Linked DNA regions of Pan troglodytes: region 2 is linked to region 1. Evidence: chromatin contacts called from public Hi-C data. All regions are on one chromosome and are shown on one strand. The core of a region is the stretch at or near the end of the contact, and the rest is flanking DNA. Distances in the headings are between cores, read along the strand shown.

Evidence for each region. Hi-C and Micro-C count contacts between places; a contact is called where the count stands out from the background.
Region 2: a Hi-C map of induced pluripotent stem cells shows a contact between it and region 1, with 2.0 times the contacts expected there. The contact joins the promoter of GRIK4 here to the enhancer-like site in region 1. A contact is called at or near these places in 2 of 7 Hi-C or Micro-C datasets (both in induced pluripotent stem cells) and 1 of 1 datasets of contacts at active chromatin or transcription factors (stem cell-derived excitatory neurons).

What each region holds. Positions count from the first base shown.
Region 1 is chr9:122,442,842-122,445,541 of NHGRI_mPanTro3-v2.0_pri, forward strand. No RefSeq gene overlaps it. Among named protein-coding and RNA genes, the nearest start is that of GRIK4, 160 kb to the right of the region's middle. Within about 2 kb of position 1,335, at least 3 of the 24 cell types and tissues checked have an H3K27ac peak or open chromatin away from gene starts, as enhancers often do. A contact at or near this core is called in induced pluripotent stem cells, where this site is marked.
Region 2 is chr9:122,602,089-122,604,788 of NHGRI_mPanTro3-v2.0_pri, forward strand. It overlaps GRIK4 (glutamate ionotropic receptor kainate type subunit 4), which reads left to right and starts at 1,449. Exons shown (of 19, transcript NM_001034159.1): 1 at 1,449-1,530. The coding sequence starts at 1,449.

The DNA.
Region 1 (2,700 bases), core at 85-2,584:
AGCTCACTGCGACCTCCACCTCCTGGGTTCAAGCAATTCTCCTGCCTCAACCTCCCAAGTAGCTGGGACTACAGGCGTGCACCACCATATCTAGCTAATTTTTGTACTTTTAGTAGAGATGGGGTTTCGCCATATTGACCAAACTAGTCTTGAACTCCTGACCTCAAGCGATCCTCCAGCCTCAGCCTCCCAAAGTGCTGGGATTACCGGTCTGAGCCACCATGACTAGCCAGTTGCTACACTTTGTTTTTTGATTTCCTCATAGTCCAAAAAGTCTACCGCGTACAGGAACATATGGCAAGGACAGTTGGGATAAGCTGTGAAAATGTATGGTTTTTTTTTTTTCTTTAAAGAATCTCAGTGGGATCTACTGATGCACTGACATTATGCCAACTTGCCAGCAATTTCGTTTTTCCCTTCAAGATGCCTGTGAACAGTGTGGCAAAAGAGATGAGGTGCCTTGGAGTCTTAACTGCACGATGGCCGGCAAGACACCAGGGAAGCTTCATGTTTTCCCTCCACCTTCAGAGATGCAGTGATACTGAGAGTTGAGAGCAGTTTTATTTAGCATCAGGCAGCTGGGCTGACCTTTCCCAGCACCCCCATGCTCTTTGGTAACTAAAGGGTAGAAAGAGAAAGACCATTTGTTAAGTATGTGAACGTAAGGAGGAGTCCCTTCCTAAATTCTTGCTGTAACCTCCAACTTCTTATCCTTGTTTTGGCTAAGATTAGACAAGTATTATGAAGTGATATGACACCAAAAGGCTAGACAGGAGAGGATTTATATAGATTCAATCATCTAGAAGATTTGGCAATTTTTTACAAGCCATTTGTTTTTTGTTTCTTGGTTGTTTTTTTTTTTTGAGACAGAGTCTCGCTCTGTCGCCCAGGCTGGAGTGCAGTGGTGCGATTTCGGCTCCTGCAACCTCCGCCTCCCAGTTTAAAGTGATTCTCTTGCCTCAGCCTTCCAAGCAGCTGAGACTACAGGCGCCTGCCACCACCCCCGGCTGATTTTTGTATTTTTAGTAGAGGCCAGATTTCACCATATTGGCCAGGCTGGTCTCCAACTCCTGACCTCAAATGATCCACCCACCTCGGCTTCCCAAAGTACTGGGATTACAGGCGTGGGCCACAGCGCCCGGCCAAGCTACTTGTTTTATTAGGTGTCCAGTGCAGTCTTGATGTTAGCTGAAGATGTTTGGGTAATCTCTTGTGTCGCTTCATAAAACAGCATAATAAACCCAATAGTAGCAGCATTCAATAGCTTTGCACCAAGGAAACGTTCCCTCCCACCTCTCATTCCCTCTGCTTCCTACTCCCCAATCCCTACCTCAAGCCACCTGCTGGGCAGCTGGAACCACGAATCACCAGCATTACTTCCAGAGGAATAAAACAGCCTACATCCCCCACCCCCCACCCCCCTCCCCGCCTGCTTTGTTTTTAGCTGGTTTGTTTGTTTTCGGATGTCAGTAATGTGAAGTATTTCCCCTAATCAATGTTTTAACCTTCTTGTTGATATTTATTCAGCTTGGTTGAATGTACTGTGTTAAAGCATCCATGAGCTCTATGGATGGGAGAGTAAATCTGAATTTCTGTCTTTTCTCTGGAGACATCATAATATTTCCTATTATCAGAGAATTGTTTTGCTAGGATATTAATGAGCAGTTTCTCTGCTGGAGTTATCATTGCTTCCCTCTTCCTTCAGCTCCCAAACAATTTTGAATTAACATGGAAACCAAGTTTAATTTCTTGACTCATCTCCTCTGGCTTTGAATTTCCTTTTCTGTTTCATGCTGTTGTCAATAATTTGGTGCTCCCATCTGTTCATTTCTGCTCACCCTGTTATTGATAATGTGATTAACCCCCTACTCCATTGCTATTTATTTAGTGATAAATTATTTCTGATCATGTGTGCTATATTTTCTTTACTCAGATCTAAGGTATAATTAGGGAAGAGAGCTGAACAAAAGAACCTTTTTTTCCCTTCTCTTACCATGGTGTTGGGTGAAACACGCTGTCCAGCAGGTCCCTGTCTTTTATAATGGAAGGAGAACGTGCTTTTATATGCAAATCCAGATGTGTGATGGTGGTTTGTTTACCTTACTTTGTGCTTAATGAGATTCTTCAGATATTGTTACGTTGAAGTACTGCTTCTATTTTTATTATCTAACATTTATTAAATGTCAACCATGTGCTCTGTTAAACAAAGAATAGCACGGTTCTGTCTGGACTCAGAGTCTAGATGCTTAGTTTCAGCCCTAGTGACTAAAACCTGTATAATGGACGGTGTATGTTATCCTGGGGAATGTTTTCCAAATATTGTATTTTAAAATGAGAAACAATTGGACCCTGCCCCTGGGAGAGACACATCTGAAACAAGGCACATGTATAAAACAAGGCGCAGAATAAGAGAGAGAAAGATACAGTTGAACTTACTTTAAAAGTAGGATTGATTTTTTTTACCTTAATTTTTACTCTTGAAATTTCAAGTGATAGGTTGAATTTTCCAGCTGTTTTGATTTCACCTATGTTTTCCATTCTACAAAGAATGTTTTGATCTTTTCATCTGGCCCAAGGCAAAGCTGGTGACTTGGCTCAGTTACAAGAAAAGAGCCTGGAACCTTACGGAGCAGGAATGTAGATTTTAGCTCATTTCAGTGGCACAGCTTGGTTTGGTGAATCACTTTGTACCGCGGATTC
Region 2 (2,700 bases), core at 199-2,698, 160 kb after region 1:
CCGAGCAGCTGGGACTATAGGCGCCCGCCACCACACCTGGCTAATTTTTTGTATTTTTAGTAGAGATGGGGTTTCACCCTGTTAGCCAGGATGGTCTCGATCTTCTGACTTCGTGATCCACCTGCCTTGGCCTCCCAAAGTGCTGGGATTACAGGCGTGAGTCACCGTGCCCAGCTGAAACATTTTAATACTACTCTCCCAATCCAGGCACCTGGGATTAGCATATCCAGGTGCTCATCAGCCACACCCTCACCCCAGTGAAGCCAGCAGAGCTGGCTGTCGGCAGAATCTGGGTCTCAGTGGGGGCCAAGGCACGTGCTGCCTTGGGGCGAGGCAGCCCCCTGCAAGGTTCTGGATTTGACATCAGAGGCCCACCCACCTCAGGAAGGAGGAGAGGGATTGGTAGAGGTTGGGGGTGGGGCTGGTTTTCAGCAGTAGTAGAGCAGATGTGGAAAGCAGCTGATAACCTGGGAGGTGTGTGTCTGCTCTCCATATTTGCTAGGAATGGACCGCTCCCATCTGGGCCAGGGAGGACCTGACATTTGTGTAGCACCTCATTTAGGCCAGACCCTGAGCATGGTGGCTTCTCCGATGTTACCTTGATTCTTCTTTAGTTCAACTCCACCAGGAGGGGTTGTTACAGCACTTTTACATGTGAGGACACTGAGCCGAGACACAGAGGGGCCCTTGTGAAGGCCACACAACTGGCAAGTGGAAGAGCTGGCCTGAACCCAGTTCCCTCTCACACCTCTCCTCAGTGTGCAGTGCCTGTGCTGCGTTTGGGGAAATGGAGTAACCCTCCCAACTCTCCCATCCCTTCCACTTCTGCTCACCCATGGCTCCAATTCCTTAAGGGCAGATGAGGGTTTTGTTTGTTTGAGACAAAGGCTCGCTCTGTCGTCCAGGCTGGAGTGCAATGGCGAATAGCGCAACCTCGGCTCACTGCAACCTCTGCCTCCTGTGTTCAAGTCTGTGACACAGGGTCCCGAGTAGCTGGAATTACAGGCATGCGCCACCATGCCCACCTAAATTTTGTATTTTTAGTAGAGACGGGGTTTCGCCATGTTGGCCAGGCTGGTCTCTAACTCCTGACCTCAAGTGATCCACCCACTTTGGCTTCCAAAGTGCTGGGATTACAGGCATGAGCCACTGTGCCTGGCTGAGAGCAGATGAGGTTCTTCATTTCTAATGACACGCCATGAATCATCCAACCACAGTTACAGCAACCTGCCCCATGTCGGTCACAGAGCTGAAGTTAGAACCTGAGCCTTCTTTGAGCCCGGAATGTAAGGAAGAAAGACAAAGGGGTCTCTCCGGCTCCTGGGTGTCACTGGGATGGTGGGGCAGCTGCCTAGCTGGAGCCTGGGACTCACGTGCCCTCAACCCCCTCTCTCGCAGAGTTATGTCATGCCCAGGCCAGCAGGGGGCTCCATGAGGATTCATAGAAGATGCCCCGCGTCTCGGCGCCTTTGGTGCTGCTTCCTGCGTGGCTCGTGATGGTTGCCTGCAGCCCGCACTCCTTGAGGATCGGTAAGTGTGGCCCAGCTTGGGGCATTGCCCCCACCCACTATCCCAGGTGTCCACAAGGGACATGAGAGTGCTGCACAGGACTTGGGGAAGCTGCCCAGCCCGTGCACTGTGCCCTCCCTGAGTGTGGCTGGGGTGAACATGCAGTGGTGGTGGTGGAGGCAGCTGACAGGTGACCACTCTGATCTGGTCAACCTGCTGAGCTCCTCGGCCACTAGAATAAAGATGCTGATAACTCCCTAGTGCAGTCAATGTAGGTTCAGCCTAGCAGGTTAAGAGGCAGCTGTCGGGGAAAAAGGAGGGTGAGGATGGCCATGGGGACTCCAAATCTAGGGCTGGAGATGGGAGAAGAGGGCCCTTCTTTCCTGTGATCAGTCCAAGAAGGCTTCCTGGAGAGAGTGCTATGTCCACAACTTGGAAGAAGCCAGGAGTCTGCTGGGGTGGCCTGGCTGCTTGGAAGGGCCCTTGACATTGGGTCTGCTTGCTGTGGCCTGGCTCTGAGAGGGAGGGTAGGGTCATGTGAGTCTCTCCCTTGCCTTGTTGCTGTGGGACGCCCACTTTAGGTGTGGGCAGGCGGGCTTCCACCTGAGCCCTCAGCATCCCATCCCTGGAGGGGCGGGTCTGGGAAGTCAGGTGCCTCCTCCCTGCTGGGACTGAACAAGACTTGTCAACTGCAGGTTGAGGCTCTCTAGATCCTGGTTCCTGGGGACACAGCCAGCCACAGGGACAAGGACACAGTTCAGTCCGGCAGGCGCAGTGTGGTCATCTGATGGCCCAGCAACAGAGAACCCATGGAATTAGGACAGATGTGGGGTGTCGGGGATCAGGGGTGTCTATGTGTACATCGGGGGATGGGGATTAGTGTGGACAGGTGGGTGGGGCACAGCAGTGACAAACCCAGAAAGGTAGGTTGATGGCCACAAGACGACCCATCCAACAGCAGGGCCCCAAGGGTAGAGTTAAGTGACAGCCCTAGAGGAACTCAAATACCAGGCAGGTTACCCCAACGGATAACCACATGAGGCCCCTCTTCCCACACTGGGGGTGGGGTTGGGGGTGGGAGCAAAGGCAGGAATCTAGATCTTAAACCTGAGCCTGAAAGGGTTAGAGGCTGACTTAGAGCAAAGATGGCATGATGCTGAACCTCAGGGAGCTGACTTAAAGCTCCCAAAT